6 separate regions of the Mus musculus genome follow, and all the other regions are linked to region 4. Evidence: chromatin contacts called from public Hi-C, HiChIP or PLAC-seq and promoter capture Hi-C data. All regions are on one chromosome and are shown on one strand. The core of a region is the stretch at or near the end of the contact, and the rest is flanking DNA. Distances in the headings are between cores, read along the strand shown. Region 1 holds the start of Gsdmd (gasdermin D). Region 2 holds the start of Zc3h3 (zinc finger CCCH type containing 3). Region 3 holds the start of Zfp647 (zinc finger protein 647). Region 4 holds the start of Mroh1 (maestro heat-like repeat family member 1). Region 5 holds the start of 1110038F14Rik (RIKEN cDNA 1110038F14 gene). Region 6 holds the start of Commd5 (COMM domain containing 5).

What was found. Promoter capture Hi-C pulls out the DNA fragments that hold promoters and counts their contacts. Hi-C and Micro-C count contacts between places; a contact is called where the count stands out from the background. HiChIP or PLAC-seq counts read pairs in DNA pulled down with a chosen protein or histone mark.
Region 1: a Hi-C map of the N1E-115 cell line shows a contact between it and region 4, with 6 times the contacts expected there. The contact joins the promoter of Gsdmd here to the promoter of Mroh1 in region 4. A contact is called at or near these places in 1 of 484 Hi-C or Micro-C datasets (the N1E-115 cell line) and 2 of 115 datasets of contacts at active chromatin or transcription factors (memory CD8 T cells and pancreatic cancer cells).
Region 2: a promoter capture Hi-C map of liver shows a contact between it and region 4, with 2.2 times the contacts expected there. The contact joins the promoter of Zc3h3 here to the promoter of Mroh1 in region 4. A contact is called at or near these places in 3 of 39 promoter capture datasets (liver, neutrophils and pre-B cells) and 2 of 115 datasets of contacts at active chromatin or transcription factors (microglia and pancreatic cancer cells).
Region 3: a contact with region 4 is called in an H3K27ac HiChIP or PLAC-seq map of embryonic stem cells, with 8 read pairs. The contact joins the promoter of Zfp647 here to the promoter of Mroh1 in region 4. A contact is called at or near these places in 6 of 39 promoter capture datasets (the C10 cell line, liver, neutrophils and 2 more), 1 of 15 datasets of contacts at CTCF or cohesin (large pre-B cells) and 2 of 115 datasets of contacts at active chromatin or transcription factors (bone marrow-derived macrophages and embryonic stem cells).
Region 5: a promoter capture Hi-C map of pre-B cells shows a contact between it and region 4, with 5 times the contacts expected there. The contact joins the promoter of 1110038F14Rik here to the promoter of Mroh1 in region 4. A contact is called at or near these places in 8 of 39 promoter capture datasets (3T3-L1-derived adipocytes, the HPC-7 cell line, cranial neural crest and 4 more) and 1 of 115 datasets of contacts at active chromatin or transcription factors (memory CD8 T cells).
Region 6: a promoter capture Hi-C map of the SN4741 cell line shows a contact between it and region 4, with 4 times the contacts expected there. The contact joins the promoter of Commd5 here to the promoter of Mroh1 in region 4. A contact is called at or near these places in 9 of 39 promoter capture datasets (the C10 cell line, the SN4741 cell line, embryonic stem cells and 5 more), 7 of 115 datasets of contacts at active chromatin or transcription factors (the SCID.adh cell line, T-cell acute lymphoblastic leukemia, bone marrow-derived macrophages and 4 more) and 2 of 9 other capture datasets (embryonic stem cells and liver).

What each region holds. Positions count from the first base shown.
Region 1 is chr15:75,860,521-75,865,132 of GRCm38.p6, forward strand. It overlaps Gsdmd (gasdermin D), which reads left to right and starts at 1,819. Exons shown (of 11, transcript NM_026960.4): 1 at 1,819-1,961; 2 at 2,885-3,108; 3 at 3,724-3,916; 4 at 4,429-4,597. The coding sequence starts at 2,889.
Region 2 is chr15:75,840,151-75,845,141 of GRCm38.p6, forward strand. It overlaps Zc3h3 (zinc finger CCCH type containing 3), which reads right to left and starts at 1,758. Exons shown (of 12, transcript NM_172121.1): 1 at 1,700-1,758; 2 at 1-414. The coding sequence starts at 1,745. Gm34851 (a long non-coding RNA gene) reads left to right here and starts at 3,355. Exons shown (of 2, transcript XR_384203.2): 1 at 3,355-3,936; 2 at 4,651-4,991.
Region 3 is chr15:76,923,035-76,927,721 of GRCm38.p6, forward strand. It overlaps Zfp647 (zinc finger protein 647), which reads right to left and starts at 2,414. Exons shown (of 5, transcript NM_172817.3): 1 at 2,342-2,414.
Region 4 is chr15:76,378,929-76,383,942 of GRCm38.p6, forward strand. It overlaps Mroh1 (maestro heat-like repeat family member 1), which reads left to right and starts at 1,585. Exons shown (of 44, transcript NM_175457.4): 1 at 1,585-1,648.
Region 5 is chr15:76,946,859-76,952,026 of GRCm38.p6, forward strand. 1110038F14Rik (RIKEN cDNA 1110038F14 gene) reads left to right here and starts at 1,403. Exons shown (of 5, transcript NM_001347540.1): 1 at 1,403-1,686; 2 at 1,771-2,061; 3 at 2,210-2,294; 4 at 2,686-2,832; 5 at 3,391-4,121. The coding sequence starts at 1,681. The coding sequence ends at 3,530. It overlaps Gm46534 (a long non-coding RNA gene), which reads right to left and starts at 1,491. Exons shown (of 4, transcript XR_001781744.2): 1 at 1,402-1,491; 2 at 1,154-1,276.
Region 6 is chr15:76,897,192-76,902,031 of GRCm38.p6, forward strand. It overlaps Commd5 (COMM domain containing 5), which reads left to right and starts at 2,750. Exons shown (of 2, transcript NM_025536.2): 1 at 2,750-2,801; 2 at 3,161-4,106. The coding sequence starts at 3,214. The coding sequence ends at 3,888.

The DNA.
Region 1 (4,612 bases), core at 569-3,068, 520 kb before region 4:
TAGTGCCCACGAAGGCCAGAAGGACTCACTGGATCCTCTGGAACTTGGTCACCAGCTACCATATGAGTGTTAGGAACTGATCTTGAATCCTCTGTAAGACTGCATATGCCCTTAACTGCGGGGCCATCAGACTGCACATGCTCTTAACTGCAGGGCCATCTCTATAGCCCCCCAGGAGTCCAGAGCTTTTTAAGTAAATGTCGTTATTGAGAAGCAATTCATATATCATACACTCGAGCCATTTAAAAGTGCATAATTCTGTGAGTCTAGTATATTCAAACATGTACAGGCAGGGTGGCTCATGCCTTTAATCCCAGCATTCACGAGGCAGAGGCAGGTAAATCTCTGTGAGTCCCAAGATAGTCTTGTTTATTTATTGAGCTTCAGGCTAGCAGGGGATACATAAAGAGACCCTGTCTCAAAGTTAAATTAAATAAACAAATGCATACATAAATAAACTCGTGTGGCTACTGCCCACACCCCAGGACACTGGCAACCATGAACAGTTGGCTTACTTGGGGGATTTCATACAAAATGGCTTGCACAGTGATGTGTCATTTTTTTGTTTGTTTGTTTGTTTGGTTGGTTGGTTGGTTGGTTGGCTTGGATTAGTTTTGGTCTGGCTTCTTCCGCTTGTGGCCGTGTTTTCAGGGTTTATCCACATTCTGCAATGTGTCTTATAGGTGTACTCAAGCTTCTCAGTAGCCATGCAAGCGCCCTATTGAGGGTTGGTGACAGAGCTTGGTCATAGGGGGCTTTCTTGCCTAGTGTGTGCAGGGCCCAGAACTGGACAAAATTTTAATCTATGTATGAATTGATTGTCATTCAGGTCACTTGAGGGTTATCTGCTTGACTCTTTAAAATGTTACCATGGAAACTGGAGAGATGGTGCAGGGGTTAAGAGCACTTGCTGCTCTTACAGAGGACGGGGACTCAAGTCCTGGCACCCACATATGGTGCACTTGCATATATGCAGACAAAACACTCCCACACGTGGGATATAAGTTTTTAAAATCTCAAGAGGAAAATTTAAACTCTACAGCAAACATTGGTGTAGGCATATCTGTTTGACCTTCTGTTTGCTGTATGAGAAACACTTCACCATTGATAGCCACAACCCCAAGATGACCTCTTGCTTTGGATATGCACCTACAAGTCCAATTGCTAGGTCACCTGGTAACTCTACATTCACCCGTTTGAAAAATTGTGGATGTATTCTAGAGCAGCTCTGTTTTCAATTTCCTGTCTGCAAGGACCATGGGGTTTGCTTTACTGCTATTTACTTAGGATGTCAGCCAGCAGAGTAGCTTTGATGCTATCTAGTTTTGATTTGCATTTTCCTGATAACTAATGGTGTGCTTGCTGGCAACTGGTTCAGTTGTGTATTCCTAGAGAAGTCCATTCAGATCTTTTACTATGGCCCAGGTGTTTAAGAAAGAATAAGTGAAGCCTGGTGGTGGTGGCGCACGCCTTTGATCCCAGCACTTGGGAGGCAGAGGCAGGTGGATTTCTGAGTTCGAGGCCAGCGTGGTCTACAGAGTGAGTTCCAGGACAGCCAGAGCTACACAGAGAAACCCTGTCTCGAAAAAAAAAAACCAAAGGGGGGCGGGGTGGGGGGGAAGCGCTGCGAACTTGGAGGAACCCGAACTAGAAGAAAGCGAAGCTCCCGGATCGCAGGGAATTCCCGAAGCCCAGGCGGGCTCCGGGGAGGAGGAGGAGGAGGAGGCTAGGGCAGGCTGCGCAGCTGTTCCGGGAGGGAGGGCTCCTTGAAAGCACCGCGCCCGCTACGTCGGGCTGAAGCTTTACGGTTTCACTTTTGTGTCCTGCCGCCTGAGTTCCGCTCTTGGTCGTGGCTCCCGTTGCTCCCGGGTTGAGCAGACAATAGACCCCTCCCCGGCATCCCAGCAGGTCCTCGCTTCGCTTGGTGGACCCAGATACCTCGGCAGGGGTGAAAAATCGAGGTGAGCCACCCTGCTACCCAGCTCTTCCAGAGCCCAGCCGCCCCTCCTCTATCTAGTGTGGTCTACGCTATGGCCTGGATGCTTGCTTGTTGAGTTGGGGATTTAGCCCTTCCCAGAAGCCCCACTATACCTTGAAGACAGTTTGAAGGGGCCCTAGCAGCTAGGGTCTACCCTCTATGGAGGTCACCCACTAGTGATACAGTGGGACAAGCCTGGTTTGGACTTGACACTGGGGCGGGAAGAGGGGACCGAGTGGGGGGAGGGGAAGGAGGGGGGACTCTCTAGGCTTCTGGGATGATTCCTTGACCCATAAGTCCCTCCCTGATCACCAAGGGCCTTCCTGCCTCACTCTCCACCGTTAGCCCAGAGACCCAGTTTCCTAGGTGTAGAGTTGTTCCTCCACAGTGCCCAGGTTGTCTGTCCCAGGCCTGTTTTGGCCTCTGACCCATGAAAGTTCAATCAGGTCAGGTAGCTCACAGAGCTGTACATGAGAGCCCTGGAGGAAACCACTGAGCCCTGGAACACTGGCTTTGCTGTGGGCTCCTGTGCTAAATCCCTTAGAAGTGGGGGCTTGTGTTCCTTCCCCAGCCTTGGCCCTCAGCCAGGGAGAGCAACAAGGTATCTTAGACTTTAGCAATTGGCCAAAGGCTATGCACAGTAATTAATGATGTAGATAGTATAGACCTACTACAGACTACCTCCTCCTCCTCCTCCCCCTCCCCCTCCCCCTCCCCCTCCTCCTCTTCCTCCTAAGTGCTGTGGCCCCAAGGAGAGACAGATAGGCGAGCCACGGAGTGAATCGTGTCTGTGTTGTGTTGGTCGGGCAGGAATGTGCCAGGACTAACAAGGCAAGGCTACTTTGAAGGGATGGGGTTCCTGAGTGCTGGAGGAACTAAGTACGGAGCCCTGCCGTCTGCCCCCAGGACCATGCCATCGGCCTTTGAGAAAGTGGTCAAGAATGTGATCAAGGAGGTAAGCGGCAGCAGAGGCGATCTCATTCCGGTGGACAGCCTGCGGAACTCCACCAGCTTCAGGCCCTACTGCCTTCTGAACAGGAAATTTTCAAGCTCAAGGTTCTGGAAACCCCGTTATTCATGTGTCAACCTGTCAATCAAGGACATCCTGGAGCCCAGTGCTCCAGAACCAGGTATCTTCTTTCCCATCTTGATCCCCCAAGATTGAACAGAAGGGAATGGGCAAAGCCCAGCCTGCCATCTAACTGGGCATGTTCAACTCTACTCCTCTGGTCCTATTTCCAGAGTAGGGAGGTTTTTTTTTTTAATTAATTAATTTATTTATTTATTTTACGTATGTGAATACACTGTAGTTGGACAGATGGTTGTGAGCAATCATGCAGTTGCTGGGAATTGAACTCAGGACCTCTGTTCCCTCCAGCCCTACTTGCTCTAGCCCAAAGATTTATTTATTATATGTAAGTACATTGTAACTGTCTTTAGACACACCAGAAGAGGGCGTCAGATCTCATTACAGACGGTTGTGAGCCACCGTCTATAGAACCCGTGGAGTCCCAGAGTGGTCAAGGGGGTACTGACCTGACAGGAGACTGAGCTGCTTACCGATGGAACGTAGTGCTGTGGTTGCTGGGATTTGAACTCAGGACCTTCAGAAGAGCAGTCAGTGCTCTCAACCACTGAACCATCTCTCCAGCCTGAGTAGGGAGTCCTTTAAAGGTCCCATCACTACAGAGGAAAGACAAGGCAGTGGCTCCTGGACTAGGACCTTAGAGCTGGTCTCGTTTTAGAACCGGAGTGTTTTGGCTCCTTCAAAGTCTCTGATGTCGTCGATGGGAACATTCAGGGCAGAGTGATGTTGTCAGGCATGGGAGAAGGGAAAATTTCTGGTGGGGCTGCAGTGTCTGACAGTTCCAGTGCCTCCATGAATGTGTGTATACTGCGTGTGACTCAGAAGACCTGGGAGACCATGCAGCATGAAAGGTGAGCCCCTGAAGGGAAGGCATGCCGCTTCCCTTACCTTGAGCAGCCGTGCTTCTAGGGAGCGTTGCTGGGTTGTGGGCATCAGAAGGGTTCTGAGGCAGTATCTCTCAGCACTGAATGAGGGAAGCCCCAGAGGAGTGGAGTAGTAGAAACAACAGCAGGTTGGGAAGGATGCTCAGCCTCTGTTGCCAGGACTGTATCCTGAAGATCAGGATATAGAGGCAGGGCCCAAGAGCCTTAGAATCAGGCTGAGCTCCTGGTTGCTTGGAGCATTTACGGATCGTACACAATGGAGTCCCTCCACAGGCACGAGTGTCCACTTCTCCGTGTTTGAACTTGTCATACCCCACAACCACCTAGACACAGTTGGGAGTGCCCTGGAGGGGGAGAGGGTCCCAAGCCTGGTATCCACAGACTTCCTGGATTCCCTAGCCTTTCCATCTCACCTGTCAGCGGGATGGGAGGCAGGGAAACTGATCCATGGTGGGCGAGCCCCAGCAATCTTTCTGTAGGCACCTTCAGCAGCCTGAGAACAAAATCCTGCAACAGCTTCGGAGTCGTGGGGATGACCTGTTTGTGGTGACCGAGGTGCTGCAGACAAAGGAGGAAGTGCAGATCACTGAGGTCCACAGCCAAGAGGGCTCAGGCCAGTTTACGCTGCCTGGAGCTTTATGCTTGAAGGTGTGTGGATGCCTA
Region 2 (4,991 bases), core at 508-3,007, 540 kb before region 4:
AAGAGGGGTCATCACAGCCTTCCAAGGACCCCCGCTGGACCCCTGAAGCATTGATGGCACCTGACTTTGATGGTGGCTTGATCTTAATAACCATATTCTGATCTGGACTGAGCTGGACCTGTCTCTCCAGTACATACTGCTGGGGTTCAGGATGCTGGCTATCCTCAGACCTGAGGGATGTCTGAAAAGCAGGATCGCTGGCTGGGTCAGAAGATTCCACAGGCTGATTCACAAGGGAGTATTTCTTGCGCCACGAAGGGCCATGGTGTGAGGAGAAGCCCCTCCGACTTGGACGGGAGTAGCGGGCGCCAAAGGTCCTGCCACCCGGGAACATGGGTGGCTGCCACCGAGTAGCTGATGAGTTGCCCAGGGCAGGGCCATTGCCGTGGAGTGTTTTATAGTCATCAATTAGACCTGAGAAGGCAGAATCACACGCTCAGTTACCTAGGAGATGTGAATAAAAACAGCACCAATCAAGACTACTACCCCTACCCTAATACTCCAGACCTGCTCGCCTTGCTGACTTGAGAGCAGTCCTAAGTGACTGGAAACCATGTAAAGTTCAGTCCAAATCTCTAGGCTTGTCAATTCTGTGAGCACTTCTCCATCACTATTAGTATTTGGCTTGCTTATCCTGAAGATGGCAGCTTTTGTGGTATGACTGCTTCTACCCCCTGGCCTATGAGATCTACAATGTTCTGAGAGCAAGTGTCACTCCCTATACCAAAAAAAAAAAAACAAAAAAAACAAAAAACAAAAAACAAAAAAAACCAAAAAAAAAAACAAAAAAACAAAAAAAAACAGTCAGGGACCAGAAACCTGTGGTGCCTGGGTAAGAACTGGACAAGTCTTCCACTGAGGCCCTGTAGTTTACCCACTCACGGGGAAAATTGCAGGACTGCACCATAGTGCATAACTGTCTTCTCAGAACTGACGCTTCTCTAACCCAGTACGTGACAGACAGAAATAAAAAACAAAAAAACAAAAACACAATGATGACCCAACAGCTAACTAACATCATCTCCTACAGAAAAACACCTGATACCACCACCACAAGGATTTTCCAATGAAGTGACTCATGGAGCCCTGGAAGAAGAGTGAAGGAACGCCAGCAGGCTCGCTGGATCCCCAATAACCAAACACACACACACACAGGGCCTGCCTCGACCCTCGAATCCTGCCAGACACCTCCGGTCGGGTGTTAGGGAAACGCACGAAGTAGTCTCAAATAGGAAGGCCACTTGGACTCTCCTTAGGACATGCTTTTGTGGGGGAAACTTTGAAAACGATATGAACGCTTATAAAGACCAACTTGAGTCTAAACATTTGAAGCTGAAGCTGGTGCCTGGGTAGTCAGCCCTGAGTACGTGGGGGCTGTGCCTGAATCGAGCCAAAGGCACTCAACGGCAGCGGAAGAGAAACGCTTCCGAGCCAGCCGAACCTGGAAGTCGGCTGCCGCGACCACTCGCTGGTAAGACCACCGTGCTATCATCTCCTGACAGCCCCTTGGAGGCCCGGCCCGCTCCCTCGCCCCGAAGCCTGGCGGGTCTGTCACGCGAGGGCCGAACCCGACTCGGCCGCTCCGATGCCCACCCATGACGACCATCGGGAGACCGCAACCGACAGCACTCGCTTCGGAGAGGGTCTACGGCGATCACAAGAAACAAGGGAACACACGGCCCGACCGCAGCCAGCTCACCCTGCAGGAGGCGTATCTGCCGCCGCAGCTGCTCCTTTTCCTCCATCTCCGGAGTCCGCGACGCCTAGCCAGACCCCCTCGACGTCATCGCCGCGCGACTGGTCCCCGCAGGCGGGGAGGAGAGAACGCCGAACTTCACTATGCGTGGACACGGGGTTGGAAGGCACCGTCGCCCCGGCAACCCTGGAAGGACGCATGCGCAGAACGAGAAAAATCCGTCATCTTGAAGCGCCCGGAAGTGGCCCGCAATCTGGCTTCTGCACCAATTCCTGCGCATCATTTCCACCGCTGGGGGTTCCTCGGAAGACTTGGAGGAGATAGGTTGCTAACAGTTTCCCCTAGACCCAGGAATTCCTTTTATCAATTTATTTGTTTGAGACAGGATGTATTTCTGGCTGGAGAGAAACATAACTGGGGAACTCGCTATGTAGACTAGGCTGGCCTCGAACTTACGGAAGTTCTCTTTCCTCTGCCTCCGGACCTGGAATCAAAGGGATGCCATTTTAACGCCTTTGCTGCCGCAGCAGCACGAGAACAGCGAAAAGGAATCGGAGGCAATTTTTTTTTTCGGATGATTACAGGTGTTAAGAAAATTCTTGAGGGCATTTAGTAGGAAAGGCTGCAACCTCTAGAAAATACTGAAAAAAAAAAAAAACTCACGGTAGTTACCACGTGATCAGACAGTCCCACGTCTAGGTGTATAACCAACGCGTAGAAAACACCGATTCTAACATATTTGTATGTCATTATTTATAATAGCTAACCCGAATGACTGTTTACATGGAAATGGGATATTATCCAGTGATTTGTTTTGTTAGAGACAGAATCTCGCTATGTACCTCTGTCTGTCCTGGAATTCCCTATGTAGACCAGGCTGGCCTGGAACTCTCAGAAATCTGCCTGCCTCTGCCACCCAAGTGCTGCAATTAAGAGTGTGCCACTATGTAGGAATGTGCAGTATCTTTGGAGCCCTAAGGCCTCAAGTCCGGCCAAGCCTCTACCAGTGAGCTACATCTGCATAGTCTACTGTTACGCCTGAAAAAGAAGTTCTAGAAGCTGGGTTTGATAGTGAATACCTGTAAGACAAGCATTAAGAAGTGAGGGTAGGGGCTGGTGAGATGGCTCAGTGGGTAAGAGCACCCGACTGCTCTTCCGAAGGTCCGGAGTTCAAATCCCAGCAACCACATGGTGGCTCACAACCATCTGTAACAAGATCTGACTCCCTCTTCTGTAGTGTCTGAAGACAGCTACAGTGTACTTACTTACATATAATAAATAAATAAATCTTTAAAAAAAAAAAAAGAAGAAGTGAGGGTAGATAGCCGGGCAGGCCGGGCAGTGATGGGACACACATTTAATCCTAGCATTCTAGAGACAGGCAGGTGCTCTGGAGGCAAAGGCAGGAGGATCTCTGAGTTCAAGGCCAGCATAATCTACAGAGAAAGTTCCAGGACAGCCAAGTTAGGCACTGAAGGAGTTGAAAAACAAAAGGTTGGTGATAATGTCATAAGACAAGGTGCCCATGTCCCAGCTCCAGCAAGCAGCAGAACTCAGCAGCTTCGGGCATGTGGCTCTGGCTTTAGAGTCAAGAATAGAAGGGACTACTGGGGCAATTGATGCTGTTTAGCTGGAGCTAAGAAATTAGTGGTGATTATGAAGAGACCAGCATCACTGAGGTGAAATCTTCTGGGAAGTATTTTCTAAAAGCAGAAAGAAGCTGTGTTCTAGAAATAGCCGGGGATGTACCTCATGCTGGAAGCCAGACTTGGTAATGTATAAGAATCACCCAAGTGGTACTAGTTTTGAAGGCGTAAAGTGTTATGGAGAGCAGCTTAGCTTGGCACTGTGAGATGCCAGGGAAGGCCATTGGTGAAAGTGCAGCTTGAGTTGCAGTTGATGGCCCAGGCCTGAGGGATCATGCAAAGAAGTTAAGGTCAGGTACCTTAAAGGGAGCCTATGAGAGGCTATTGACGACGCCTAATTGCAGTGAGAAATCCCAGCGTATTAGAGATGCCAGCACCGCACCATGGGATGACCACCAGGAACAGCAGCAGCAGTGGAATGGAGTCAACCAGAGCCTAGAGTGCTACAGAAGGCAGAGCTGGAGAAATGACAGGTCCCTTTGGAGGAACCCCGAAAATCGTGTGGATCCCAGACATTGAAACAAGAAACTATAAACATTGAAGTTGCTTTGGAGACCCTAAAATATTCCAGAGGCCAGAGTTATGTGATACCTGGTAAGGAAATCTGCTAATAGGGAGTGGAACCCACCAAAGAGAATTGTCAATTAAGCATAAATGAATTGAAATCAGACATGGAGATGCAGAGTTTGGAGTTTCCAGCTGGCATTTGGTCTTGCTTTTGTTCAGGATTTCCTCACTCTGATGTTTTGGAATGGTAATGTATATCCTGTGACTTTGGAAGTATGTGATCTGCTTTTTGATCTTGATTTATAAGAGATTACAGTTAAGTGTTTAGATGAATCTTAGAAGAGACTTTGAACTTTGGACTTTTAACATTGCTGAGACTAGGCTATGGGACTTTTGAAGTAAGACTAAATGTATTTTGCACTATACTATGGCTAGGTGTGGCCCCCATAGACTCAAGTGTTTGACCTAGCCTATGGGGGTCAGGGAGTGGAATGTGATAGTTTGAATATGCTTGGCCCAGGGAGTGGCACTACTAGGAGGTGAGGCCTTGCTGGTGTAGGTGTGACCTTGTTAGAAGAAGTGAGTCACTGTGGGGGAGGGCTTTAAGACCTTCCTCCTTGTTGCCAGGAAACAGTCTGCCCCTGGCTTCCTTTGGGTGAAGACAATAGGACTCTCAGCTCCTCTAGTACCATGCCTGCCTGGACACTGCCATACTTTCTGCCATGATAATACTGTGTAAGCCAGCCCCAATTAAATGTTGTCCTTTATAGGAGTTGCCTTAGTCATGGTGTCTTTTCACAGCAGTGGAAACCCTAAGACTCAGACTTCTGCAACTCTTCAACCTTCAGAATTCTGAGAGAAGCCAGCACCAGCCAGCAGCTCAGGGGAGAGGGAGACCTATTGCTTCCTGCTTAGCTGTGACTCTGTGATGAGCTATAAACTCACCTCATACTGAAAATGAACCATAACAGTTCATTTCTTACACATCTACCACGGACCTTCACAATAAGTAAAAGTAAAGGAAATTTCTTCAGGTTGACTATGGGAACTCAGTTCTGCAGTAATAAAAAAGTACAGGGAGTGGAAATGTGCTAGTTAAATGTAAACATCTTACTCGAAAACATATCTTCAGCAAAACAAAG
Region 3 (4,687 bases), core at 1,164-3,663, 540 kb after region 4:
ATCTCTACAGAGATAGATGTCTTCCAGGCTAGCCAAGGCTACACAGAGAAACCCTGTCTCAAAAAGCTAGCAACCAACCACACAACTGAACAAAAAACCCTTATGCACATCAAAACCACCTGAAACTCCCAAAATAGGGGCAGAGACAATGGCTGTCCTTCTAGAGACTCTGGGTTCAATTCCCAGCACCTACATGGAGGCTCACAGCCATCTGTCACTCCAGTTCCAGGATATCTGACGCCCTCTGCTGGTCTCCTCAGGAACTGTACACATGTGGTACATAGACATGCACACAAGCAAAACATCTGTACACACAAAATAAAATAGACACATCTGAGAACCACAAGATTCCTCCCCAAATAGGCCCGAGCACAGGGAAGAATTTAGTGTAAGACACCGGTGCGTTTTCAAGTAAGCAAAAAGATAAAGTATCCAACAGATACTGTTAGTGGGGACGATTGAGGGGGAGAGGAGAGAAGCTGGATTCTAATTTCATCCCTTATCTACATAAATTCCATATAGAATCAGTACTCTACAAGTACCAGACAAAATCGGATTATTTAGAAAAATAATCTTGAAGTAAGGAAGCCCCTTAAAACACAGCAAGAAGCCAAAATACTGTAATGGGAAATATTTTGCCCATAAAACAAAACCAATACCAAGATCCTTCTAGTTGTAAAATAAGTAAATAAAATCAAAGAAGACACTTTCTCAATGGAGTAAAAAACAGACAAACAAACAAGAAAGCAAAAAAAAAAAAAAAAAAAAAACCCATAGGGAAGTGTGTTTTTAACATACAGAAAAAGAATACAAGCTGGTGGTCAATCTGACCAGGAATGCAAACAGCTAAAAGACAAACGCAGAGGTGGAAATTGAAACATCTGTATGGCAAGAAAGCCCCAGGGACTGGTCACCTATATGGTGGTAAGGTGGCTTATTAGCTCTAACCTGTTAGTCCCATTCCACTTCTCTGTGTCCCCTACAAGGAAATCCCCAGTGTGCAAAATATCAGAACTAATGTCCACCCAGCTTTAAGTATCTCTATAGTGGAGCTCAGGGGAACCTTCCTTTTATGTTAGTGACAGGAATGTCCACACGCATTAGTAGGAGTGCCTGATTCCAATCATTCTAGAGAGCTCCACAGGAAACTGCTTCTAGTGTCACTATGCATTCACTATGTCAGGATGCTAGGCAGAGTAACATTTAAAAGAACTACTGTGGGCTGGGGAGATGGGCCAGTGGGCATGACATCCAATGTCCTTCTCTGGCCTTAGAGAATACAGCTGTGCCCATACTTCATCGCCCACATACAAGGGAGCTATTATTGTATACAATTTTCCTGTGTGTGCGTGCGTACCTACACATCAGCAAGCACATAGAGGCCAGCAGACAACCTTAGGTGTTATTCCTTAGAAACCTTTCACCATTGGGGGGGGGGGGGGCGGGGGCGGGGAAATACGGTCTCTTACTGGCCTGGAACTCACCAAGTAAGCTACTAAGCGGCAGAGATGGGGATGGCAGCACTCATCAGCACATCCAGATTCAGGTGTCTAACTGAGCCATACATGTGGAGGCTGGAGGGATGGCTCAGCGGTTAAGAGCACACGTTTTTTTCCCCCGTCTAGGACCCACACTTGATTCCCAGCACCCACATGGCGGCTCACAGCCAATTCCAGGGAACCCGATGCCCTCTTCTGGCCTCCGTTGGCACCAGGCATGCACATGATATACAGTACAGATACACACGCAGGCAAAGCACATAAATACATATAAAAAAATTAAACAAGAAAATGCCACGTTAGAGAAGTTGTCATCCATTAAAAGGGGCCTTTGCAAAGTAACAAGAGAGCAACAGCAGAAAAATAAAACAAATCCAAGAAGAAGCTGGGCTAATGGGGAGCAGAGCGGAGCACCTTCAGTTTGACAAGAAATGTCCTTCGCTGCTGAGGATGCATGGGACTTAAAATGCTGTATGGTGGCCCTGACTGTAGTCCGGGTTATGGGAGAGGATCGTGCGAACCCAGGACTTCCAGGGCAGTCTGGGACGCGGTTATTTCACCAGACAAAACCTCATCCACTGCCCAAGCCAAACCAAATTAACCAACCAGTAGGAAACCGTATGCACATCAGAACCGTCTGAACTCCGGACCGGGCTAGCGGGAGCCACCGCGAAGGGTCCCGGGGAGGGGCCTGGAGGGTTCGAGGGACCGGAGGGTGCAGCCTGGGTCAGCAGCCCGGCCGCAGCCATCCATCGGGGGGAAGGGCTGGCATACGCGAGGGCGCGGAGCTTTGGGTGCGGATGAAGGAGAGGGTCCCGCGCAGCCGACAGAGCGCCACTCACCATCTGCCGCAACCTCTCGCCCTGTGGCGGCAGCTTCGGCTCCCTAAGACAAAGGGGCCGTCCCGCCCCGTCTGCGCAGTCGTCAATCTCAGGGGACCCCGCCCCTAGGTCCCCACCCCCAACCCCCACCCCAAGTCCCGGACCGGGACGCGGGAGGATCGGATGGCCGTCCGCCTCCAGCTCTTCTTGCAGGACTTGATGCCCTGCGCCCCGGGGCCACCGAGAGCGTAGGCCTCCGCTGTGCCTAGAGAGACCGCGTGCTGACCCGGACCGCGCCTGCTCTTTGAGGCTGTAGCGGAAGCGGCGGCCGCAGTCCCTACAAATCCGAGTGCCTCCCGGCCTCGCCCCCTCCCTGCCGCCCCTCTTCTCCCGAGGGCCTTCGGTCACTTCCGCCAAGATCTGTGCTTGCCCTCTAGCGATTTCCCTGGTGGCCAGGCAGCCTGGACCACTGGTCTCGAGACCCATCAGGCTGACTCGGGCTGCTTGGGTTTAGTTTACAGTGTAGTGTGTGTTCAACTTCTTAAGGGACGGCCAGTCTGTCTTGTGTCCTCATCAACACATTCCCTAGACTAGCAGTGTATGACAGTTCCAATTGTTGTTTGTATTTGCCCACACTTGGTGTAAGCAGGCTTTTAGAAATTTAGTTATTCGGGGCTGGAGAGAGGCTCAGCGGTTAAGAGCATTAACTGCTCTTCTAGAGGTCCTGAGTTCAATTCCCAGCAACCTCATGGTGGCTCACAACCATCTGTAATGGGATCTGATGCCCTCTGCTGGTGTGTCTGAAGACAACTACAGTGTACTCACATACATGAAATAAATCTTTAAAAAAAATTGAGTTATTCCAGGGCTAGAGGAATGTACAACAGACTGGGTGTTTGACAAACGTGCACGAGGCTGAGTTTAATCACTCGTATCCATGTGAAAAGGCTGGGTGTAATAGTGCTTGCTTAGAACCCCAGCACAGGGGAGGCGGAACAAGGCCGAGCTGTGTAGGGCTCTCTGGCCAGCCAGTCTAGAGTCACTGGCAAGCTTCAGGTTCTGACCTGTTGAGAAGCCCTTTCAAAAGATAAAACAACAAAATACCGTGGTGCGCAGCTCCTCAGACTGACCCTTAGTGGCCCTGTATGCACACATATTCTCTGCTGGAAATTAAAGTCAGGGACTCTAGTATAAGCATATAGTATCTCAGTAGCACTCGATCCTACCCTCCGTTATGGCTTCAATTTTTATTTCTCTAATTGTAGTGGTTACGTGTCTTCTGTTACAAAATACTGGCAGAGGCAGAGGAGGCAGAGGCAGAGTCAGAGGGCCAATCTCTGTGAGTTTGGGGCCAGCCTGGTCTATAGAACAAATTCCAGGACAGCTGAGGCTACACACAAAGCATGGGGCTGGAGGAGGAAATGTCTGGGAGATAGGGAGCAAGAACAGCTCTTGTGGATCAGGGTGATGGAGCCTCCAGGTTTTTGTTCTTGGATTTTTAAAGTGTGTGTGCCCCAGAGGGGGCCAGGTTTTTTTGTTTTTGTTTTTTCGAGACAGGATTTCTCTGTATATCACTGGCTGTCCTGGAACTCACTTTGTAGACCAGGCTGACCTCGAACTCAGAAATCCACCTGCCTCTGCCTCCCAAGTGCCTGGCTGTTTTTTTTTTTTTTAAAGATTTATTATTTATTATATATAAGTACACTGTAGCTGTCTTCAGACACACCAGAAGAGAGTGTCAGATCTCGTAACCACTGAGCCATCTCACCAGTCCCCGAGGCAGCTAGTTTTAAAGCAGTCACAATATAGAGAGGCCACGGATGTCCACGAGACATGAGGGAAGGGGGGGGGGCTAAAAATATTTTGGAGGGTATGGATATATACATCATTGATACAGTTGAGCTCTCTGGGGAGAGTCAGGCATGTCTCTCTCTACATGGGTCCAAAATTGCTTGAAAGAACAAAGAGACCTTGACTAAGGTAGTCTGATGGCTGATCTTCTCGCCTTCATGGGAACCAATCTCTGGGCATGTCTGTAAGGAATTGCCTAGATTAAGTTGAGGTGGGCTGACCCGCCCTAAATGTGTTTCATGAGTTAGATTCTTGACTGAATGAGGAGGGCTGAACCGAGTCTGAGCATGCATGGCTGTCCTCTCTGCGACTGCAGATGCAATGTGACCAGCTGCCTCAAACGCATGCATACATCTTCCCACCATCGTGGACTGTACCTGGCCTTTGAACCACAGGAAACCCTTTTTAAGTTTCCTTTGCCATGCGCTTGTCAAAGCAATGGCAGCCAACTAAAACAACCATCTGCACGGCTGTTTCTAAGACTGGACCAGAGGGTCTTATGGCTTCACTGGTTAG
Region 4 (5,014 bases), core at 335-2,834:
GCTGTGTGCTGTGGAGCACAGGATCAGCAGGGCTTGTTGGAATGTGGCCAACCAGAGCACTGCCACTGTCCACTGCAAGGTTTTTCAGGCTGGGGGCGGGGGAGAGCAACGGGGGGGGGGCTCCTGTGTGTTAGCATGGAAAAGACCTCCTTCCCTGGCAGCTACCCAAGTTAGTCCCCTCTCTCTGTTTTCTAGCATTTTCCTAGGCCATGACCCCATCCACAAAGTGCTTCACTCTCTTTTTTTTTTTCTTTTAGATTTATCTATTTATTATATGTAAGTACACTGTAGCTGTCTTCAGACACTCTAGAAGAGGGCATCAGATTTCGTTATGGATGGTTGTGAGCCACCGTGTGGTTGCTGGGATCTGAACTCTGGACCTTCGAAAGAGCAGTTGGCGCTCTTAACCACTGAGCCATTTTGCCAGCCCCAAATGCTTCACTCTCTTACTCAGAGAGTCCTGTCCTGTCTTTTTCTCTCTTGGGCTCTATCCTCTCAGTAGAACTCATCCAAGTCCTTCTCATCGTGGAAAAAGAATATTGGCTGTGTGTTTGCCTCTGACCTGGTTCAACCGCAGCAGCTTAATTTCCACATCCAACGATGCTGTCAGCCTAGATACATGGTAGCTGCTTCCCCTTTGACAGGTTCTTGGTTCTTTTGCTTTCAGAACTCTACCCACAACTTTCTCTTGTTTACACACATCTGGGTGATTGCAACCTCTGGTTCTTTGCAGGTGCCAAGTCTTCCTGGCATGATCGTCCCCAACTCTCTTATCTAACCTTGCTTTCTTGGCACCAAACCCAAAGTTTATCCTGTAGTATGGCTTACTTTTACTTTTTTAGTCACCTCTTTCCAGCCTTAGAGGCTTTAGCTGCTCCTGGAGCTGGAATAACAGTGGTAGGTAGCAAGCAGCCCAGGTAGCTAGGACATGATCATCTTGATTCCCAATGTCTTGTTGATAGGTTGGACATGTACCTCTGTTGGGCATGGCCATGTGTACATTTAGGGGTTTGGGGTAGTTTTAGGCGTTTAGTGTGTGACCAATGTACAACAATGACAATACCTTGTGTGTGTCCGTGACAGCTGGGTTGTTGTTTTGTTTTGTTTTTTTTATTTTTGTTTTCTTCCCGAGATAGGGTCTCACTTTTTATCCCAGACTGTCCTAGAACTCACTATGTAGACCAGGATGGCCTCGAATTCATAAGGATCCACCTGCCTCTGCCTCTCCAGTGCTGGGATTAAAGGAGTGCGCCACCGGTCCCGCCTGGTGGAGTTTTCTGCAGTTGGAGGCCGAGTCCGAATACTCTCGAGAACAGCGCTTGCGCAGACGGCGTCTGGCGCAGCAGCAGTACTCACACTTGTCTTGTGAAATGGTCACCGGACCGCTGGGGTACCCAGCAGAGAACAGGAAGAAGTAGGTGTACCTAGGCGCTCCATGGAGCGGAGAGTGGGCGGAGTTAACGTGAGGGACAGAACTCTGACCAATGAGTGTGGAGATCGCACGGAGGCGGGGCCAAATTGCCGCGCGCCAGGCCGCAGTTGGCCAGAGGGCTGCGGGGATGGGCTTGGGGCGCTGCTCCGCCTACTCTGAGACGCTTGGGGCATAGAGGGCGGCGCCCGGGCCGTGGCGGCGGCGGCGGCTCCTCAGGTAAACGGCTTGTTAAGGCTCATCTTTGGTGGTGGGGGCCAGGCACCCTTTGAGGAACTTGGACCAGAGAGCCTAGGGGCCTCCCCATCTGCCAGCAGCAAGAGAAGCTGTGTCAAGGGGCGCCTCCCCAAGGTCAGCGGGCCGGTGCCAGGAGGTGCTGGGAGATCTCAGGTGTGCCCAGCGGGCCCGGCTTCGCATCTTACACCTGGAAGGGATCTCGGAGCTTGCGATTCAATTCTGACTTGTCAGACATCGGCGCGTGGTCCCTGGTCCCTGTCCCTGCTGTCTCGTGGGTCGCGTGATCCATGTCCTAGTCCCTTCCGGGAACTCGGTGACTCAAGACCCTGGTCCTTTGCGGGGTAGGGGCTACGTGTTCAGGTCTTTGACCTCCGCAACTGGGCTACCGGCATTTCTGTCTCTTTCATAAAACTGAGCCTTAATTCAGGGACTTGCAAAGCGAGTGCTCACCGCACCGCAGCCACTCGTCTTTCTGTATTCTCGTTGCGGATTAAAGGAGGCGGTGTAGAGCAGGAAAGTGATTTGTCCAGAGTCACGAGGATTGCTGGCCCCAGGGAGAAGGCCACAAAACTCTCAGAGTATAGAATTCAGGCAAGGTGAGAGCTAGGTGAGGTGGAGCCAGGGCTGACACTCCAGGTTTGGGATTCCAATTTTCCAACCAAGTCAGTGCAGTTATGCAGCAAGACTCTGCTCTACCCTGTACAGAGCTCAAGGTAATGGATGGAACCGTAAACTCAAGTGCAGTGAGTAAGCATAAGGACCTGCGGGAGAGGGATAGAGGGCGGCATCTGGAGACCTGGGGCTGTGAGCTGGAGTTACTGTTAAGGCAGAGGCTAACTTTGAGGGGCTAGTCTTGGTTGGAGGCAGGAAACTCTTTGGAAGGAAGGGGATGGTAGTAGAAATGGAGGAACAGCCTGCGACCTAGTTAATTAAATGGTAAAATTAAAAAAATTCAGGAAGTAGGTAGGTGGAGCAGGGCAGGGGTGAAGGTGAAGGGTTAAGTCTTAGCTGCTCTGTTAGACTTGGTTGGCCATGGTCATCTAGATGGAGACCCCCAGCAGACACAGGGTTGATGGGGCACCAGAGCAGAGATCCTATGCAAACCACTGGTTGTGGGATATTCCTGTGGAGCCTGTGTTTATGACTTGGCTGGCTGTGCAGTCTCTGCACCTGCAGGCCGGGGAGATGCTTCTGCCAGCAGGCTCTACTCTTAGGCCTTAGGCTGAGATGTGTGGCTCGAATGAGGAATGTCTTTCTGGGCTCTACTGTCAAAGTCGATGGCTGAGGCCTGGCCGCCTTCATTAACTTGAAACGGATGTCCAGGCAGGCAGCCTTACTCAAACCTGCATCTTGTCATATCTCCCTCCCTCAGAGGTGACTGTCAAGGGACTCCAGAGGCCAGAGGTGGGACCTGTTGACCTGTGCTTGTCTCAGTTCCCGGTCACCTGTGTGTGGGGTTGGAGATGTTTGTGTTTAGTTTTCTTTCCTACGGTTCTCAGAGGCCCAGGTGAGAAGCAGGATTGCTGTTGTCTGACGAGCAACTCCAGGCCTCCCAATGGCTTTTTGTTGAGCTAAGTTGTTTTGAAGTCAGAAGACATCCTTGCTGGCGTCAGGGTACACAGCTCGATCCACTTTGGGACATAACACTGGAAGGGTTTCTGCGGCTCTTGTGATCACTTGGCTGCTGAATGTCATAGGGATGGTGCTTTCTTTTTGGGGGGGGGGGTGTTTCGAGACAGGGTTTCTCTGTATAGCCCTGGCTGTCCTGGAACTCACTTTGTAGACCAGGCTGGCCTCGAACTCAGAAATCTGCCTGCCTCTGCCTTCCGAGCGCCTGGCTGGATGGTGCTTTCTTCCCGGGCCTGCAGGGTCCCCCTTGCTTCAGGGGTTTGCATGGAAGCCCAGTTCCACGTGGCTTATTTGAGAAATCATATTCTTGGTGGATGGTGAGCAGTGAGCTCCTGACTGTATTACCTTGGGACACCATCTCAGATTCTTGCTGGTTCCTCTAGAAGTTGACCCCTCTCTGGCCCAATTCCTCCCAAATAAGGCATTCTGTGACTGCGTGTGCCTGGACACCACCCATCCCCCCACCGGCTGCTTATCTTTGCCTTGGGGCTATATTTTATCTGAGACTGAGCCCAGCAGGAATTTGCAAAATGCTTCATGTGCATACTGGTTCTCGGTTCATATAAATGTAGGTGCTGTGAACTGGCTGTAATGGTGTACACCTGTAAAAAAATGAAAAGCAAGAAAGAAAAAAGAAAAAAACCCTACTATACGGGAAGGAAAGGCCCCACCAACCCTGTCTGTCATCATCTCTCATTTGCTTTGCTTTTTTGTTTTTCAGTTTTGTCCCAGCCTAACTAATACTCACATACAGAAACGTCTGTGTCCTAGAGCAGAACATCTCTAAATGATGGGGAAGGGGATTGACAGTGTAGACCAGTAGCAGCCGCTCCTCAGGCTCTGTCACCCGTGCCATGCATCCAGCAGCAAAGGTGGTCCTTGTCTTTATCGTGTCAGATGTTACTGGACACAGACCTTGCTGCTGCCTGGCTTCCCGCCCAGTCAGAGTCTGAATATGTGAACACAGGTGCAGGACATCAGTCCCTGGTGGCTGTGGCAGCGCAGTAAGTGCAGGACATCAGTCCCTGGTGGCTGTGGCAGTGCAGTAAGCACATGGAAAGCTGTCTGGCTCTAGAGCCATGGCCTGAACTGTCCACTTTGCCACACTCTTATCAACTTTGGAAAGACAGCAGGCATTGCACTTTGTCCTAAGGGATAGTCAGCAGAGACTCTTGTGTATCTACTCTGAGAATTCCTGTGTGTCCTTTTGCTTGTTTGTTTTAGTAATGTACAAGCTATATTTGCACACTAATTTTTAAGTAGACCAGTCTCCTATTACACATGTGTTCAATTTGTTCTTTATTAAGACAGGATCTCTCTATTATGTAGCCCTGGTTGTCCTGAAACTCTATGTAGACGAGGCTGGTCTTGAACTCACTAAGATCCACCTGCCAACCGCCTCCTGAGTGATGGGATTAAAGACATCCGTCACCACTTTATATTATTTTTAAATATTAATATTTATTATTTACTAATATGTGTGTGCGTATACCTGAGTATATGTCTGTATGCCATACATGTGCAGGATCTGTGGGAAGTAAGAAGAGGCTGCGGGGTTCTCTGGAATTGGAGTTACAAGTGGTTGTGAACTGCCTTCTGGGTTCTGGGACCTGGACTTGGGTCTTCTCCAAGATCAGCAAGAGCTTTTGACAGCTGAGCCATCTTTCCAGCCTCAGTTACTATCTTCTAAATGGCTATTCTAGTTTTGTTCTTCTTGTT
Region 5 (5,168 bases), core at 153-2,652, 570 kb after region 4:
AAAGAGATGGCTATTTTAAAGAAATTGAAATTTTAAGAATATGTAAAGACTGTGGGACTTTTAAAGTTATCCGTTGTTAAGAGCTCTGTCGGATGTTGTGTAGGAGCTTGGAAGACAACGTTGAGAACACTGCAGAAGATGGAGGTCTGGTTTGTGAAATTTCAGAGGGAAAATTAAAGACTCTTTTCAGGGCCATTGCTGTTTTGATTGTGAAGATTCTGTAGTTCTGGTTAGCTGGGGCTGAAGAATCAGCTGTGATTAACAAGATACCAGAACTACTAAAGCAAAAACTTTGCATTACTGGGACTATTGATGCTGGTTAGCTGGAGCTAAGAAATTAGCGGTGATTAAGAAGAGACCAGCATCATTGAGGTGACATCTTCTGGGAAGTGTTTTCTGAGAGCACAGTGGCTGTGTTCCAGATATAGCCAAAGTTGTACATTGTGCTGTGGCTGGACTTGGTAATGTGTAAGGGTCACCCAGGTGGTACTGGTTTTGAAGGCATGAAGGAGTTGAGCAGAGCACTTACTATCACTCCTAGTGACCCTCTAGGAAAATTTTTGCTTCCTGTCCCCATAACTCTAGGTTCTGCTGGCCTAGAAGTTTTGGCTCCAGAGAAGGGAGTGCTCCTACCAGGAGCTACAACAAACATTCCATTGAACTGGAAGCTCAGACTTCCCCCTGGTCATTTTGGGCTTCTAATGCCCTTAAACCAACAGGCTAAAAAAGGAATAACAGTGTTAGGAGGGGTGATAGATCCAGATTACCATGGGGAAATTGGATTACCTCTTCACAATGGTGGTAAGCAAGATTATGTCTGGAGTGTAGGAGATCCCTTAGGGCGTCTCTTAGTACTACCATGTCCTGTGATTATTAGGACACAGTATATATGTCGCCATTCCAAAAGTGTGGAATAGAGGCATAGCGAAGAAATACTGAAACAAAGCAGGATTAGAAGCCTGTAGGAAAAATACCAAATCCTGTAGCTCCATGACTGGTATCTGTAGTCCTAGGGCTAGACCGCTATGATAGCTATTGCTATTCTTGGTTGTCATTTTGACAACCCACACCTGTAATTATCCTAAACCTCAAGGGGTAAGGAGTTCCTGTAAGGAAATTTTCTTGATTTTTCGTTTGAGGTGGGAAGATGCACCTTAAATCTGGGCCAGGTCTTCGGGTGGCAGCCTAATGGTCGTGGAAGAAGGAAGTGCATGCTTGCCCCGACTCTCGTTGGAAAGTTCACTCCATTGCCATTAGAGCCTAGTTCTTCAGGATTCTGAAGTATACCGGGGACAAGCTGAGCCATCTGTCAACGCCTGCGCCCCGCCCCGCCCCGCCCCGCCCCGCCCCGCCCCGCATAATCCACCTTGCCCCATCTCTGGGCGTTCCCCCCGACCCCACCGGTTCCATTCTCTCCAGGAATCAATTGTCTTGTTTCTTGGCGGCACACTCTGCTGGGTTCTCCGAGGCCTTTAAGTTCATCCCCGTGCACTCTGTCTCCTAAAATTACAAGCACAGCCTGAGGCGCTCCATCCACCCAAGTGCTTTCTGTCCGGCGCTGAGCGCTTGCTCTGGCTCCGCTGCGCTTTCTGCGGAACCTTGTGTCGTAGACGTGTTTCCAGAGGAGTGAGTTCGCTGTGGTAGTTAGGATTTACCAGCTTCCGGCGGCCGCTCCGACTAATGGCGGTGAGCTGTGGGAGAAGGCGTGTTTGTGGCGAGGCCCTAGGTGGGGAGACCCTGTGAATTTCGTCCTGTCTCACGATTTTTCAGGAGCCAGGGCGTCCTGCTCGGGAGGCACCAGCAGCCTCAAGTCGGAAAACTCATCGCGCTCCGCGCAGACCCCGGCCCTCTCGCTCAGCTTCCGGTGCCTCGGAACCTCCTCTCCGCAGTTCAGTGCAACCTGCATGCGACTCCGCCGCCGGAACCCATCCCGTAGGCAACACAGTAGCGATGAAGCAAAAGAAAAAGAAAACCCCCAACAGGGTCTCTGGGACAAATGGAAGCGAAAAGCCCTCGGAGAAACCTGCCCCGGACGAAGCTCCTCCTAGCGCTGAGGCCCAGGCAAGGATGGTACTCCCTGCGAGCTTTCTGGGCGCTAATCCGCCTGCCTCTGTGGGCGAGCTGTGCGGAATTAAGGCGCTGAAGGTATGGGAGTGGGGTCTGCGGGACCCTGTTACCCATCACAACCATGTCCTCCTTTCTGTCCCAGGCGGAACAGCTGGCGCGGGAGCTGGCCTGGTGTGTGGAACAGCTGGAGCTGGGTCTCAAGACGCAGAGACCTACCCCGAAGCAGAGTGAGGGACCCTTCTCTACAGTTAGGGAAATGTAAACGGTGACAGTTCTGTGGTCTGATGGTATTGCCAAGGGGTGGGGTTGTTGCTTTTGGTTGGTTTGCTTTGTTTAGGTGTACTGAAACTTAGTTGTGTAGACCAGGCTGGCCTGGAATTCAGAGATCCGCCTGCCTCTGCCTCCCCAGTGCTGGGATTAAAGGCGTGCGTCACCCCAGCTGGATGGGAATTGTTTGTAGTAGGATGATATGAGTGTGTTTGAAGTCACTAGCTCTTTTTCTTTTTCTTTTTCTTTCTTCTTTCTTCTTTCTTCTTTCTCTCTTTCTCTTTCTCTTTCTCTTTCTCTTTCTCTTTCTCTTTCTCTTTCTCTTTCTCTTTCTCTTTCTTTCATCTGCAGAAGAGCAGGCTGTTGGGGCAATCCGAACGCTGCGCAGTGAAAAAACCCCCTTGCCCCGGAAGAGACAGCTGATGCGCTCCTTGTTTGGGGACTACAGGGCTCAGATGGATGCAGAGTGGCGGGAGGCCCTACGGGCTCTAAAGGCTGGTGAGGAACTAGAAAGCGATTGGTTCAGTACATTAACGTCAAGGGGGTAGGGAGAGGCTCAGCTCAGCAGGGTTGGTGTGGGAAGAGATGGGCTCGGGGGCGGGGGGGATGTAAGTGGGGAGAAAGTATTCTCTCTTAGGGGACAGAGGTCCTGGGGGGAGGAGGGCCGAGGTCCTCACCTCGTTCTGTTTTGGGGATGAAAAAAACAGCTCCTCTGTCTTAGCCTGGGCTCACTTCACTGGCCATAAAGCCAGGTACCAGTTGGACTTTAGTTCCTGGGACTAAATAATAAATAACTTGGACATAAGTCCTGGATCTGTTACTTAGATCATACAACATATCATTTTGTGAAAATGATCTAAATTTTGTTACTTAGATCATATAACATTTTTGATAAGTTACTACATCTCTTGAGTCTCATATGGGAATGACATTATTTACTTTAAGATAATTTTTCAGTTTTTTTTTTTTTTTTTTTAGTTAGGAAAGTTGTGTGGGTAATTGTAACTGCATGGATGAAAGTTAGCTATTCTGACTCTCTGCTCCCCCTTCCTACAGCCACCCATTCGGCCCAGGTACAGCTCGTCAGTGAGGCCACCAGAAAGAAGAGCGGAAGGGTCTGCAGGCCTCGTCCTGCAGAAAGAGCCAAAACCACTCCGGACTTGACCAGCGAAGAGTTTCGGTTCAATTTCTTTTAGGGTCTCCTACATGCTGGACCGCTCATCCCCCTCCAGGGTGGGGTGGGGATGTGTCCTGATTGCAGGGCCTTCCCAGGAATTCTCTCAGCAGAAGTGGGGTTGGTTTGTCCTTCATTGCAGCATGGACCTGAAGCGGCTGGCCTATGTGAGGCTGCTATGTGGATGTGGAAACCTTTGAAGGAAATGTTCTTCATGTCAGAAGAGAGGTGCAGAGTAGCTGCTGATGATAAGGAACTGTGGGGAAGTTGTGGACACAGTGGGCTCACTTTTGAAAAGATGCTCAGGCCATTTTTCTAGTGCTTTGTATATTGTTATATCGCCTTAATAAATCTTTTCTAAGGAAATAGGATGGTGTGAGAGAGAGAGTTCCGAATGTGTTAGAGGAGGCAAGACTGCTTGGTCCAGCTCTGATCCAGGACTTAGTCCTTTGCTGCTGTTGTTGCTGTTTCCCTCAGCAGGTTGTCGTCTTCTGGAGCCAGTGTGGTCTCCATCAAGCCACGTTTTGTTTTTAGGAGCTAAGAAGCTACTCACTGTCTTAGCCTGAGCTGAGTCTTAGCAGACTGCATCAAAACAAAACAAACACAACACAACCTTTATGTGTGTGAGTGGTATTTATGTGTGTGAGTATGAGCATGCTATGTGTATAAAAGCATCTTTTATTTGCCTGGTGTAACTGTCTCCAGAGGCTCACTGCCTTCGTCTGCTAACCTAGGCCTAGACCTGGAAGCTTCTCGCTTGGTCTTATCTAGGCCTAGAATGTTTTCAGTGTCTGAGACCTACTGCTGAATAAGCTCACCCTTTTTAGCACTTTCTGAGCTCTGTGAACTCAGCTGTTCTGACTCAAACGCCTCTGCTAGCTGACTGACTCAATCTGGCTTCTCTCTCTCAGCCTCTTATTTTTAGCTCTGCTTGGCCTCAGACTAACTCTGGCAATCCGTTCTAATCCTCTGGCTCCTCTCATTCTCTAGCTCACTCTGTCTTCACCTGTGTCTAGCTTGTTCTCTTTCTGCAACCTGGTAAAACTGCCTCCCCACCCCCTCTCTCCCCTGCCCCTGCTCCTCCCCCTTCCCCTTAAGTAACTTTCCTTTCCTCTCACTTCCATATCCTATTATGTCAAATCTTTCTGATTTGTCACTTTGCCACTCAGAAGTCACTTTCCAATATTGTGCTTCCTTCTACAAACCACCTTCATGATTTGGGATTAAAGGCATGAGCTATAGCCGAGCCACACCACAACTAAAGACAGGTTTCTGCAGTAAGTAATACAGTCTCAGGGCTCACAGTGTGATCAAATGTCCTGCACGTGTGTGGAAGCGCAGTCTCTAGACTTGGTGGCAGTTGCCTTTACTCAGCCATTTGGCCAGCCCTGCCAGGGTTGACATCTGTACTGTACCCACTGCTCCACTGAGTTCAGATCTTCAGGTAAACCAGCAGTGTTCACACCGTTGTGGTCTGCTGGCGTTGCCCAAACTCATATCCTAGACTAAGTACAACCTGGAGTCCAGCTGCGTTTGCCCTTTCTGGGTGAGTATTTTGTGGGCAGCTCAAACTCAGCGTTGTTACAGAAATACCTAATTGGGTCCCCCGTCTCCGTGTGCTTTTTAGTCAGTGATATTTACTGTCTTATCTAGTTGCTTA
Region 6 (4,840 bases), core at 1,500-3,999, 520 kb after region 4:
ACCCTGTCTTAGTTAGGGTTTTACTGCTGTGAACAGACACCATGACCAAGGCAAGTCTTATAAAACACAACATTTAATTGGGACTGGCTTACAGGTTCAGAGGTTCAGTCCATTATCAAGGTGGGAGCATGGCAGTATCCAGGTAGGCATGGCGCAGGAGGAGCTGAGAGTTCTATGTTTTCATCCAAAGGCAGCTAGTGGAAGACTGACTTCCACGCAACTAGGGTGAGGATCTTTTCTTTTTTTTTTTTTTTTGGTTTTTTTCGAGACAGGGTTTCTCTGTATAGCCCTGGCTGTCCTGGAGCTCACTTTGTAGACCAGGCTGGCCTCGAGTTCAGAAATCGGCCTGCCTCTGCCTCCCAAGTGCTGGGATTAAAGGCGTGCGCCACCACGCCCGGCTAGGGTGAGGATCTTATACCCACACCCACAGTGACACACCCATTCCAACCAGGTCACACCTATTCCAACAAGGCCACACCTTCAGATGGTGCCACTCCCCTGGTCCAAGGATATACAAACCATCACAACCCCCCAAAACAAAATCAAAGGAACAAAACTAAGAGCAACAAAGCTAGCATATTGGTATCTTTCATCCTAGTACATGGGAGGTAGAGGAGACAGAGAGAGCAAAGGCAGAGGCAGGCAGGTCTCTAGGAGTTTGAGGTCGGGCTGGTCTATGCACTTAAGTTCCAGGATAGCCAGAGCTACTTAAGGCAGGGCTACCCTGTGTTGGGGTTCAAGAATTGCCACATGAAACCCACATCAACCTCAGTTAAGAACTTATTGAACGCATACCCCAGACTCATCAATCAGGACCACCAAAAAGACCCAGAGCCTAAGTGTATCAGCCAGGCCTCAGGGCAGGCGTTTTATAGGAAAAGTCAGGAAGTGAAGAGGCATAACATTTTTGGCTAACCATACAGCTAACTTATTGGTCTTAGGTGAAGTAAGAGAGGATGGGGGGCGCAATACATTGAGATAATAGAGTAGAGGTGAACCCTAACTTTTTGGCTGAGTAGCAGTCTCCAGTGTCAGCTATGGATAATTTCTTCTGGGAAGTGGAGCCTGAGAACCTGAACTTAATTTTAACTTATGAACAAAATGGAGACTGGATACAAAATGGCTCCAGTTATGTTAAATAGAGAGCAGGCTCCACACTCTCCCTTAAAATACCACCAGCCGCCGGGCGTGGTGGCGCATGCCTTTAATCCCAGCACTCGGGAGGCAGAGGCAAGTGGATCTCTGAGTTCCAGGACAGCCTGGTCTACAAAGTGAGTTCTAGGACAGCCAGGGCTACACACAGAAACCCTGTCTCGGAAAAACAAACAAACAAACAAAATGCCACCAGCCATGGTGACCTCTGTCTCCACATGCACACATATGCACATGCATTTACACATACATGTGTACCCACACACACGTGAGCACACACAGAAATGCACATCCCCTTCGCTAAAAAAAAAAAAAGATCCCCAAACAAAAGGCTTTTATGAACATATATTAGATATAGGTTGAATTTTGTTCTTCAAAAGATATCCTGGAGTCCTAAGATCTCCGGAACCTGAGAGTAAATGAGACACTATTTGGAACAATGGTCCTGGTAAGTGAAGTCATGAGAATGCTTACAGGAAAGTCGAAATCCCACCTAAAGATGGAGGCAGTGAGCCAGGAAGTGGTGGCATGGCACATGCCTTTAATTCCAGCATTCAGGAGCAGAAGCAGTCTGTCTGGAGACAGAGATTAGAGTGATATATCCAAGCTAAGGAATGTCAAGGATGTTTGGCTGCAAGCTAATGTTGCAAGGGGCTCAAGAACATGGTCCTATCAACACTTAGAGCTTCTGGAACCATTATATTTCTGCTATATCACGAAATTAATTTTGGCTGCTTAGGAAGTGTGTGTGTGTGTGTGTGTGTGTCTGTGTGTGTTATTTATTTAAGATGGAATCTCTGTGTAGCCCTGACTGGCCTAGAACTCACAGAGATCTCTTTGCCTCTGCCTCCCAAGTGTTGGAATTAAAGGTGTACACCATAACGCCCAACTTCCTCCAATCTCTGATGAAGCAACACACCAAGTTCTTCAGGTTGACCTTGAACTCACTCTGGAGCCCAGATTAGCCCTGCCTTGGGTTTGCGATCATCCTGTCCCAGGCTCTTCCGATCACTCGCTTATATCACCAGGGCTGGGTCATTAGCCATTCATACCATCCTTGATAAAACGTCCAGACTTTGCCGGCAAAATTAATCACCTACCCCAAAAGCTTCTTGGGGCTATAATGCATATACCACACAAATTTACCCCCCCCCCCCACTTCTGCGGGGAATTCTGTTTGGTTTATTGAAATTGTTTGGGTTTGTTTGTTTGTTTGTTTGAGACAGGGTATGTAGCGCTGCCTGTGCTGGAACTCTGTGTAGACCCGACTGACCTTGAACTGTTTCTGCCTCCTAGTGCTCGGATTAAAAGACGTGGGCCGCCGCCTAGACCATCTAAGTATTTTAAAATATGCAATTCGTTGGCATCAACCACAATAATTCTTACGTCTGTTCTTCACATGGGGCTGCACAGGCCAGCAGAATCCATGCATCCCACACGGAAGCTAACTGAACTTTCCTCTCGCTTCCCAAAACACTGTTAGAAGGCAAGCGACCGGGCGGCGCATGCGCTCGGCTCCCGGGACCACAGAGAGCCACGGTCGCGCTTTCCTAGAGCGGCCCGGAAGTGTCTAAGTGGCACTTCCTGAGACTCGGCCAAGTTTCAGCTGCTGCCAGCCACAGCCAGCTCCTGCGGATAGCTTCCTCCAGGTGCAGAGGGCGTTCAAGGCTTAGTTTGTATTTGTAATGTGTGATTTAGGTCTTCCAGAGCTATGATGAGGATTCAGGGTTTGGGGGGGTCCTCGTTCCCTATTTATGTAGGATTTTGGTGCGCGCTTCAGTTTCTTGGTTCTTTTCCCTGCCAACTGTTAAATCTCCGGGACGCCTCCCTTCTGCTAGACTCAGGCGGGCTCCTTTGCCGCAAGGTCTCAGGGCCACCTCCAAAGCATGCATCCTATTTGCTATCTATCCTTGGTAGACAGGCGGGTGGGAGCCCCTCATCCACCCCCAGTTTTTAGTACATGAAGCTCCCGAGTAGGAAGTCACTTGTCTCTCCTTCACCTCTCCAGGCTACTGTGGTTAGTACCTTCTCTCCGGCCTGGTCAAGAAAGGGAAAGGAAGGATGTCTGCGTTGGGGGCTGCGGCTCCATACTTACACCATCCAACTGACAGTCACAGCGGCCGGGTCAGTTTCCTGGGTTCCCAGCCCTCTGCAGAAGTGACGGCAGTGGCCCAGCTCTTGAAGGACTTAGACAGGAGCACCTTCAGAAAGTTGTTGAAACTCGTAGTCGGGGCCCTCCATGGGAAAGACTGCAGAGAGGCCGTGCAGCACCTTGGTGCCAGCGCCAACCTGTCAGAGGAGCGTCTGGCCGTCCTGCTGGCGGGCACACACACCCTGCTCCAGCAGGCTCTCCGGCTGCCCCCTGCCAGTCTGAAACCAGATGCCTTCCAGGACGAACTCCAGGAACTTGGCATTCCCCAAGATATGATTGGAGATCTGGCCAGTTTGGCATTTGGGAGTCAACGCCCTCTTCTCGACTCTGTAGCCCAGCAGCAGGGATCCTCGCTGCCTCGTGTGTCGAATTTCCGGTGGCGGGTGGATGTGGCCATCTCAACCAGTGCTCAGTCCCGCTCCCTGCAACCGAGTGTTCTCATGCAGCTGAAGCTCACAGATGGATCGGCACACCGCTTCGAGGTGCCCATAGCCAAATTCCAGGAGCTGCGCTACAGCGTGGCGTTGGTCCTTAAGGAGATGGCAGAGCTGGAGAGAAAGTGTGAGCGCAAACTGCAGGACTGAACCCTGGTACTGTGGGGTGCTGAAGCTGGTACCAGAACCCAGCCGCACTGGTGATGAGGATGTAAGAACATATTTTAAGTGAAAAGACAGCTGGGACTTTTGGGTTTTGTTTTACAAGTAAACAGCTGGGCTGAGGCTGGAGAATGTGAAATGTAAGGCCGGCCTGGCTGGGTTTTACGTAGTGAGGCTCAGTTTCGAATTAAAGAGGTAAAGCAACTATTAAAAACATGTTATTCTATTAGGGAATTAAACCTACCTGTCCCTTCCCCAGCTGTGCTCCTGGATGAGACGATGTGCAGAGCTAAGTCCAGATGAAGATCTCTTACAACATACAACATGGTTGCTCAGCATGGCTGAACTCTGCCCATTTGCTTTCCTAAGTCCTGTGCTTTGCTGCGGACGTGTTTATTCTTTTGCCCTAAATTCCTGCTTTCCTGAAGCTGACATCCTAGTGGAAAGATCAGAGGGGGTGGGGGGAAGACATTACAAATACTAAATATGCATTAAATAATGTTTGGTATATATAACATTAAATACATATTTTAAATATTAAGACATGAGAACAGGGCCGGAGGATTGATTGAGCAGTGAAGAGCACTTGCCCTTGCAAAGAGGACTTGGGTTCAAGTCCCAGCATTCACGTGGTGGCTCACAACCTTCTGTAACTTCAGTTGTGGGGGAAGGGCAGGGGGGACCCAACACCAAGACATCCAACACAGGCACATATGTGGTACTCAAACATACATGCAAGCAAACTACTCATACTCAGAAAGTTGTAAATCTAAAACAAACAATAAAACTATGAGTACAGCTTGTGACAATTGAATAGAGCCAGGTCAGATGAGGAGAAGGTTGGTCACAGGAGTACTCTGCAGACGGATCAAGTGGTGTGTCGGCTGCTAGTGAAGCCATGCAGCGTTAGTGGATTAAAACCTTTGAATGTGTCCGAGGC